Regions from separate parts of the Callithrix jacchus genome. Here region 1 is linked to region 2. The links are chromatin contacts, called in public Hi-C maps. All regions are on one chromosome and are shown on one strand. The core of a region is the stretch at or near the end of the contact, and the rest is flanking DNA. Distances in the headings are between cores, read along the strand shown.

Region 1 (5,203 bases), core at 1,984-4,483, 530 kb before region 2:
TGTATGTGGATGAACACACGGATATAGTGAAACTAAGTGCTTTCTGCATTGTGCCACATACCTAAAAAGAAATAAGCAAACTGAGAAAAACTACTTCTAGAGTAAAATAATATAGAAACACTTTATAGTGAATATTACTGTTAAGTATCCCTTATTTTTTCCAGCTGTAGCCACAAAGGAAATAAAATCAGTTTTGAAGCTATTACTTAATATGGCAATTCTTTAACATCGAAATAAAAACACAAAACCACAAGCCACCCCTTATATTTAACTTTTACCCATTGTTAAGGACTATCTGAATGAGAAGCATTACTTAAATAGATGATAGTTTCCATAAGCTTCCAATTTTTGTCACCAGACGATATAAAAGTGAAATATAGACCACATTCATATTACTCTGAAGTACAATTGACCCTCCATAACTGTGGTTTCCAAACCCATGTATTCAACCTACCATGGATCAAAATACTCAGGGGAAAAAAACATCCTACAAAGTTCCAAAAAACCAAACTTTAATTTGCCATGTGCAGAGTACTATGCTCAATCATGCATGAATGAAGTGATGTGTAGGCACTGCATTAGGCATTACAAGTAATCTAGAGATGAGCTAAAGTATATGGGAGGATGTGTGTAGGCTACATGCAAATATAGTCATACATTGTTAGGCAATTTCCACATTCTGGAAACTTCATAGAATGTACTTACACAAATCTAGCATATAAACCTGTACAGTATGTTACTGCATACTGTAGATAATTGTAACACAGAGTATTTATGTATGTAAACACAGAAAAAGTATAGTAAAAACAGTCTTATAATCTTATATGAGACCACTATCATATATATATTCCCTCTTTTTTGTTGGGGGGGGGCGGGGGTGGAGACAAGGTCTTGCTCTGTTGCCCAAGCTGGAGTGCAGTGGTGCAATCATGGCTCACTGCAGCCTCAACCACCCCAGCTTAAGTGATCCTCCCACCTCAGCTTCCCAAAGTGCTGGGATTACAGGAGTGAGCCACTGTGCCCAGCTGTGCATTTTGTCACTGATAAATAAGTTATTATGTAGCATATGACTGTACTATGCTATTTTATATAAAGGATGTGCACATCTGTGAATTTTGGTATCCATGGAAGGGTCCTGGAACCAATCCCTGACAGGTATACCTAGAAACAATTGTAATTCTCTTCTAGAAATTTGCAATTATGTATATGTGAGTAGAATTTCTTTCCCAACTATATCTTGTTGTAGGTAAATATCTTAGCTGATACTACGAATCCACTTTTGGTGTGACAGCCATAACTGCATTTTGACAATTCTTAGAAATGGCCAAAATTACAAGTAACTACTAAATTACACATTGGGTTACACAAATTACCTGCAATGACTGTCACATAAAACATATATTTCTACAAGTCTTTTAACAATGAAGGAATATGTGTTCTCTCATTTCCTCTTAAAGGGTACTCACTTGTGAAATGTACAAATGAGATCAATAAGCATATACATAAAGTTAAGGCATGCAGTGAAGACAAAGGATGCCCTTAAGCTCACTAATTTTTTCTTTTTTTTTTTTTTGAGACAGTTTTGCTCCATCACCAGACGCCAGACTGGAGTGTAGCGGCCCAATCTCAGCTCACTGCAACCTCCACCTCCAGGGTTCAAGCAATTCTCCTGCCTCAGCCTCCCAAATAGCTGGGACTACAGGCACACGCCATCACACCCACCTAATTTTTGTATTTTTAGTAGAGACGGGGTTTCACCATGTTGGCCAGGATGGTCTCAATCTCTTGACCTCATGATCTGCCCGCCTTGGCCCCCCAAAGTGCTGGGATTACAGGTGTGAGCCACTGGGCCCAGCCTAAGCTCACTAATCTTTAAAGAAGCACACTAATACAGCTAAAACATTCAGCCCATTTTACCTGAGACAAAAGAAAGTAAATGACTTACTAGTACTGTTGCTTTGCAACTTCAATTTACTTTTTTCTTTGGCACTCCTGCTTAGAACTCCATTGGGTTTCAAATCTTCTTCTATTTCAGTTTTTCTCTTCTGCAAATCATTTTGCTTCTTTTTGTAAGTTGGCTTTGGTTGCCTTTTAGTCCTTTGCTCTGACTTGCTTTCGCTTTCATCTGAGTCTCCACTTTCAGAGCCAGATTCATAAGTTCTTTTGGCTTTCCTCCTATTGACTTTATCATCTTTTATATATTTATCAACTATGATCTTACTATCTACACTATTTTGTATATCACCAGATGTAGAGGCTATTAAGTTGACAGAACATGGCTTAATAATTTCTGATACAGAATTCCCTGAATTTTCCATTTTATTAGTATTTTTATCTTCTTCTGAATGTCTGGTGAGCCAGGCCTTTTTCAGTTTAGTATGGTAGTTTGGTTGACTTGTCTGGGAAGCTTGCCCATTTCCTACAGAGTTTGCTTTGTTAATTGTACTACAGATTACAGTGCTATCCAGAGGAAGGGAGGCTGAAGATGTCTGATATTTTATAGCATTAGATTCAGTCTCACTAACATTACTACTTTTATACTGAGCTGCAGCCAGTGCTGCCTTGTGCTTTTTCAAATGGATAAAATCAGTTGTGCCTGAGAACCCAGAACTGGGCTGAACAACACTTCCTGTCTTACTACTGGCTAATATAACTGGAGCTGTGGTGCTGACCTTGCATTCTTGTGTTTGAGCCACTGGCTGACTGATACTTTTTGAAGATGTACATTCTGATGATGTAGGGGCCAAAATGGTATTTGATAGAGATGAAGTTACTTCTGAACCACCCCAGCTGGAAACACTGGTAGTAGCGGCAACAGATGTGATGACATCCGTTTTGGTATTACACATTGTATTTACAGCAGACATGACTGAACTGGGAACACTGCCCTGTGAGACAGCCTGAAAGTTTTTTTCAGATTTTGTGTGAACACTGTCTGAATTCACATTTGGCAAAATGATTCTTCCAGTTTCTCCAGCTTCTGCTGGTTTGAGGCAATCTGTTTTATGTGCCCCAGCTGAAGATCTTTCACTAACTCGATCTTTAGAAGCTAACTGCACTGCTGGCATGCTATCTGTTTTTGTACTAGAAGATGGACGCACAATGACAGATGCCATTGCAGCCTGTAACTTTCCGCTGCTTTTCTCCACATGCCATTCGGTTTTCTCTTTGCTGAGGTTATTATTAGGTTTCCACATCTCTGTCAAACTCTGTTCTGAAGAACTCTTAAAATTTGCCTGAGAGTCTTTTGGCTCGGGTATTAGAGTTGGAGGCTTCTGCGATTCTTGAACTTTCCCACCAGCATTTACTGGCATCACTGGAGTTAAAGTTGGAGGGGAAAGGCTACTATAGCTACCTTCCTTTCTTTCCAGGCTGTGATGGATTGGTGGGTGAAATACTGGTGCTCTATGTAATGCAGGCATACTGCGGAGTGTATTTGTAGAAGAAACTGTCAAATGGGTAGGACTCCTACAATCATTTCTGAAGGCTGTTACTGAGTGAGATGCAATCTGATGTGGAAGATGCTCCGGTATCTTGCCTACTAAACCTTCACTTTCTGGTTGGTGTTTAATCAAAGGTGGAGGCTTTGAAAGAGATGTTATAAATGAAGTCAGAGTTTGAGGATTAGCTGCTGCCACTGCAAGGGCATTACTCTGTTTATCACTGTAAATATTTGAAACTTCTTTGGATGGGTATGATCTTGGTGGTTCATTGACCACACTATTAGACAATGTAGTGAAATAGTTACTTTGGGGTAAACTCTGAGGCACTGAGTGCTTCATTTTATAAAGATCTGATACTGAGCGTTCTACATCTGTATCTTGTTTGATGACATGGCTTTTAGGACTGGAAGATGATGATGCCACTCTGGAATAATTCTCTCTTTCACCCTCAAGTCCCTTGATTTTAGTTGTAAAGGGAGCAACATCAATACTTTCTTGAAGAATTCGACGGTGTTCCTCTTTGTATTTGTTTAATCTCTCTCCAGTCTCCTGGGGTGGCCTCTGTAATTGATTTAATACTGGATCCACAAAATGCCTATGTAAGTGACAATCTTTTCCAGTCTGTGCCCGATTTAGATCCAGGTCATTTTTTGTTGATGTGGATGCAACAGACCGTAGTGGTTCCATAAAAGCTTTCCTTTCCAATTCTCTGTAAAGAAAATACACAAAGATTTCTGTAACCACTTTTTATTGAAAAATAAAAAGATAGCTTCTATGCAGTATCATTCTATTATGAAAGTAAAAAACAACTTTGCATGTACTCAATATTATAATACATTTGAAGAAATATCAAAACAGAAGAAAGCCTAATCTTAAGATATGTGTTAACTTAAAATTAACTGTTTAAAATGTGAATTAAGAAAAATTATGAAAAACAAGGTATTCATTATTTTTAAGCATTAGTGAACTTACTCCTTATGATGATCTGCTAAAGTTTTTGTCAATGGTGGACTGGAATGGGCTGTAATTTTAAGAGGCCGATGAGGCTCTGCACTGGAAGGTCTGACAGGAATGTGACTAAGTAATCCAATACCATCTGCTGAGGTCACAGGGGTGGGCTGATGTAGCCAAGGACTGGGAGAATTCTATTAAAAAAACAACAACAACCTAGACTTCAGTTACTAGAAAAAGCTAAACATTGTGTCACAGTAGAACTGGGTATGATCTTAATGGTTTATTAGTGGGTATGATCTCAATGGTTTATTAGTTCATTAAAATAGCAGTTTATTTGGGAAACTGTAACTTTTTCTAAATACATCTTATGAGAAATATTCAGATGAGTAACATAATTATATAGATTTTTCCATATCCTATAGAAAAGTAATCAGTATTAGAGAATAATTTATTGTCATCTTACTAAAAACAGATCTTAAAATCAGTGCCTTTAACTTACTATAAATGCCATATACAGAACCTAGCTTTTATGATTTTCTAAGATCCTAACAGCAAAAGAATATGTTGCTAATAGCAAAAAACAATTAGTACTAAAATACATTTCACAGAAATAGAAATTATAATCAAATTCATTTGTCAGTTTTTGTCATAAAAAATAATTAACTTTTCCAAAGTAACAATGCATTGACAATTGGCAGATAATTACATTTAAAAACCCAAAAGCACTCCTCATTTCACTCTAAGCTATAAACATGGTTGGACCATTAAACTTGGAGATGTAGAGGTCTAACAAAGTTAATTTTATA
Region 2 (5,083 bases), core at 1,087-3,586:
GGGGGTGCAAATAGATACTGGCACTAGGCAGTCTGAGTTAGGTGTTAGATGTTCCGAGAGGTTGTCTGGGAAAGCCAGCTTTCCAGTTCTGGAGATTAGAGACCTGGGGGGAGTGAGAGCTCATATGGGTAGGGTGGGAAAGAAACTGCCAGCTCTGTGGGAAGCTGAATTTAGGGCAGCCCATCCCACTGGGAGAAGGGGGGAAGCCCCTGTTCCAGTTGGCTTATCCAAGCCACCCCAAGTGACCTCCCAGAGTCACTTTTAGACAAGTTTGCTTGTCATGCACCAAACTAAACCCTTAACACAGCCAGTTACTTAAAATCCTTCATCTGCTTTACCACTGCCTTCAGGATAAAGTCCAAGGAGTTGCTTCTGAGAGTCACCATCTGGCCCAACCCCACTATTTAGTCTTTTTGTGTCACCTTCCACATTATACTGTAAACTCCAACTATCCTGGATGAGCTGCTATGCTCCAAGCATTTCATGTAACAAAACCTGTCAGTGTCTGGAAGCCTTTTTTTTTTTTTTTTTTGAGACAGAGTTTCGCTCTTGTTACCCAGGCTGGAGTGCAATTGCGCGATCTCAGCTCAATGCAACCTCCGCCTCCTGGGTTCAGGCAATTCTCCTGCCTCAGCCTCCTGAAGAGCTGGGACTACAGGCACACGCCACCATGCCCAGCTAATTTTTTGTATTTTTAGTAGAGATGGGGTTTCACCATGTTGACCAGGATGGTCTCGATCTGTTGACCTTGTGATCCACCTGCCTCGGCCTCCCAAAGTGCTGGGATTACAGGCTTGAGCCACCGCGCCCGGCCGTGTCTGGAAGACTTTTGCACCATACATCTTCCTGAAATGTATCTTGCTGAGCACTCTGGCCCCCAAATTTTGTCATCATCAAAGCCTGCTCATCCTCTATGTTTCAGCTCAACTGTTACTCTCTCTGGGAAACATTCCCAGATCTTTAATCCCGATACCCTGCATAATTAATCATTGCTGGAGTTCCAATGGCACTTGGTTCACACTGCTAGCATGCATTTATCACCTTGTTAAGCAACACATCCATGGCCTCCCCTAGATTACCAGTTTCCCCGAGCACAGAGACCTTGTCTTACTTGTCTTTCCAGCTTAAGCCCTACTGGGCTGCTCTCCATGGGACTGAGCCTGCTGGCTGCACTGTGGCGTCCTGCCCTTTATTCTGTATTAGGGAACATGCCTTAAGGCCAAGGCTTATTGAGCAGTTGTACAGGCCTTGCCTTGGTGATAAGAGAATCTACAGAGGACTAGGTACAGCTTGTCAAAGTGCTGGAATTTGTATCCAGGTTGAAGAGGGCCTGACAAATTTGGGAAGAAAGAAAATTGGGGTAAGAAGCAACCGATTTTTTAGAATAAGTTCTCAAAGGGTCATTGGGACCCACTGCCTTGAGGAATAGCTACTGATATAGAAGATGACCTAGTTTGTAAAAAGAACAGCATAATATTTTAAAGAAAGGTTTTCCTCCTGTTGACCTTTCTCCAGTATGATTGTATTGCTGTTAACTTTATTGCTGAAGCTTAATGCCCATGATACCACTAAGTACTTCTAGAAACAGCTGTGAATGTGGCCATTCATGGGGTTTGCCCCTGCCATCAGGACATGTGGGGAGGGAGTTGTTTCCACCACCTTGGTGCCTGTTTTTCTTGTGAGTAAAGGCACTTAAATTGGACCACACAGAGTTAAGGGAAATTGTTTATTCCTTCATTTTCATCAGACCAAGGAACTTCAGAGATTTGCATCTATATACTTTGACCTCTACAGAGTTTTAGAACAAAGTTGTGATGTCCAGAAAGATAAGAACCAGCAGGTCACATGGCTTTTCTGAAGATTTATTCAGTCATCCCAGAACACCTACAGGCAGGCAGATGCCAAAGTACACACGGGGCATTGGGTGTGAGTCTGGTGAGAGCAGAGACTGGGAGGCCTAATGGAGGGGTTGGCACAGTGACAGTCTGCAGGACTAGTCTGGCCTGTGCAGCAGCTGCACATGTTCCTGGGATCAGAGCCAGCTGGTGGCTCATGGCAATGGTTTCTGGGTCCTGGCTCCACCCCAAGACAGGCTCGAGCTCCTTAGCCCTGACCTGGCAATAGCTTTGTTCTGGCTCCACACTGAAGTTTGGCTGCTGAGCCAGAAGGCAAAGGCAGAACTTTACACTGTCACCCATGCCCTCCTTCCAGCCTGATACACAGGCTGCCCCAGGCAAGGCCAGCAACCAGCAGGAAGGACCACTCCTCCAGGGTTAAACTTCCATCATCCTTAGAACTTTTGTAGTGGTTTTACCCTTTTTGGGTATCCTGCACTTCAGTGTTGTTGTCCATGCATAGGGCCTCATGTTGATGTAGAAGTCATAGAAAACAGCAGAAATCTGGCAGGCGATCCCCCGGGCCTAACCAATCCAGAAACATTCAGAGATGACTCTCTGAGACTGGATTTCAAAACTGGCTTTGGTTTTGCAAGAAATGCCACCCCAGATCTGGTTCTCCAAAACAGGGTGTCAGGAAACCCACAAAATAAGATGGATTTTAATCTCTGTTTGAACATTTCCCAAACATTCCAAATAAAGCATCACTAGTGACACTGTTGGATATTGATGCTTGCAGTCTTTCCTCAAGTGCGGATAAAGCATCTTCAGAACACTTTAGTAGCTTTATTGATTGGAACAGGCAATCTAAGTAAAAGCAAAGTGCTTGCTATGCAAATAAAGCTTCTAGACAAGGCTCCAGTCTCCCTCCGGCAGCAGCTTGCCATCCCAAACCCCTCCCATCTGGGACTCTGAAATCTGCTTTTAAAATACAGTCTTTATTTGCATGTCCCAACACCCCCCTCCTTGTTTTAGTCTAATTCTCCCAGGTTGAGAGAAACACAATAAAGGAAATTTTTTTTGTTGTTGTTTTCAGCACTTCCTTTTCAGACTCTTTTTTTGGAAACCGCAACTTCGGATCCCAGCAGAGGTTCCTGGGGACTTGCAGAACATCAATCAGTTTCGCAGCTGGAGGCTGAGGCTTTCCTCAGGGAAGACTTTTTACATAAAACAGATTGTACTTTGTCCTTGCCAGGGCAGACAAAGGTTTAAATTAAATATGCAGAAAGCCCCCCAGTTGGCTGCCTGCCACAGCTTGGGAGAGGGGGAAGGGAGAGTGTGTCCCTACTCTCCTTCCTTTCTCTGTGGTTGTTTCTTTTTCCCTTTTCTGTTATTACAGTGATAGCAGCCAGCAGTTAAGAGACCTGGGCTTTCCGCTGGGATTTTCTGTAAATTCACTGTGTGATGTGATACAAGTCACTCAGCATCTGGGACCTCAGCTTCCTCTTCTATACAATGAAGAGTTTGAATGGGATGATCTTTGAGAGTCTTTTCCATATTCAATCTTCCAAGTTATCTCCAAACTCAGCTGCATGCTTTTCCAGCAAATATCCTAAACCTCATCTGTCAGTAATGCATCCTCACCATTCCTAGGGTGACTGGAAGGTCCTGGCTCCTTTTCCCATATACTTTATAGGCCAAGCAGTCAGTCACATTATAAGACAGGGAGGCAGTAGAACATGGTCAGTGGCAACTGACCTTGTATCTCAGTTTTAGGAAGTCTAAGAGAATGGTGGAGACTGTGGCACACTGGAAAGAGTCTTCCCTAAAAGGGGGCATCTTCTACCCAAGTGACTCAGGTCAGTTGTTGCCACTGGGAATGTGGGTTACTAGGACAGTTCTTCATGGTTTTTTTGTTTGTTTGTTTGTTTTTGGAATGGAGTCTCACTCTTTCTCCCAGGCTGGAGTGCACGGGTGAGATCTCGACTCACTGCAACCTCCGCCTCCTGGGTTCAAGCTATTCTCCTGCCTCAGCCTCCTGAGTAACTGGGATGACAGGCATGTGCCACCATGCCTGGCTACCTTTTTGTATTTTTGGTAGAGATGGGGTTTTACCATGTTAGGCAGCTGGTCTCGAAATCTCGACTTCAAGTAATCCACCTACCTCAGCCTCCCTGAGTGCTGGGATTATAGGCATGCACCATCATGCCTGACCCAGTTCCTTTTTATGGTGTGAAAGTGCTAAGCTTTTAAATATTGGCAATGAATTAATAAAAACTGTGTGTTTCTCACAAAATAGATAAATAGATCTGTAGGCTAAATTCAACTGAAGATTAGTTTGCCAGGTCTTCATGGACCTTAAGAAGATAAGGTCTTCTCTGTTCAGAAAACCTATGTATTTAAAAGTGTGTTGTAAGCTGCAGCAAAGTACTAGAGACATAAAAGGTGGAACCTTAATAGGTGGTTCAATCACATATTTCAATATAGAAATCTGACACTGAAGGGTAGGTTTCAGGAGGATAACTTGATCCCTAATCAACTTCCAAATCAAGTCATGGCCTGGGAGTTAATGATTCTGTTCTTTTGTTGATTAAAAATAATTTATAATTTGTACCTCCATATTAAAAATTGATTTCATGCTATTAGCCTTGTGGGGGAAAGCAGGCTATAATATGATGTATGTTTAAACTTCATATTTCTATATTCTGTAGGAAGTGCAGCCTTTTATGTTATGATTAACATGTTAAATGAAAGTATCATTTTAGTATAAAATTGAACATGGAAAATTGATGTGAGTAATATGCATTTTAGTCGATATTTCTGCCATTTAAATTCACATGGATATAATGTATATTTTCTATAATCCTATAATAATTGTAAAAAGTAAGTATGCAAAGTACAAAAGCAACATGAAAGAAGTTCTATTTTCTTTAAAGAATTAAACCTTATCTTCAGAAAGACAGACAGAGGAACAGAGAGAATCAAATGAATGTTGAATTTCGTCTTAAAACACACATGGTAGTAGCTCGATTTCTTTTTTTAAAACATATAAGAAATAGAAATTTTAATTTCAGGAACGTATATGATCTACACTGCAGTTGTTTTCAGTTTATTTAAGTGATGTGCAAGTAGTAGGCGCAGGCAGTAATTCAGGAAACAGGATGAAGTGATCCCCATATTGAAATGCCACAATTTCAGGTACAATAATGGAAATGGTACCTAAATATAAAGCTTTTGCTTTTACATGA

What was found. A called contact is a pair of places that touch in the nucleus more often than the background predicts.
Region 1: a contact with region 2 is called in a Hi-C map of skeletal muscle, with 3 times the contacts expected there. The contact joins two enhancer-like sites. A contact is called at or near these places in 2 of 3 Hi-C or Micro-C datasets (both in skeletal muscle).

What each region holds. Positions count from the first base shown.
Region 1 is chr12:67,281,696-67,286,898 of calJac240_pri, reverse strand. JMJD1C (jumonji domain containing 1C) reads right to left here. Exons shown (of 28, transcript XM_078345831.1): 11 at 4,416-4,588; 12 at 1,946-4,152. Among named protein-coding and RNA genes, the nearest start is that of NRBF2, 78 kb to the left of the region's middle. Within about 2 kb of position 3,233, at least 5 of the 16 cell types and tissues checked have an H3K27ac peak or open chromatin away from gene starts, as enhancers often do. A contact at or near this core is called in skeletal muscle, where this site is marked.
Region 2 is chr12:66,749,509-66,754,591 of calJac240_pri, reverse strand. No RefSeq gene overlaps it. Among named protein-coding and RNA genes, the nearest start is that of JMJD1C, 190 kb to the left of the region's middle. Within about 2 kb of position 2,336, at least 10 of the 16 cell types and tissues checked have an H3K27ac peak or open chromatin away from gene starts, as enhancers often do. A contact at or near this core is called in skeletal muscle, where this site is marked.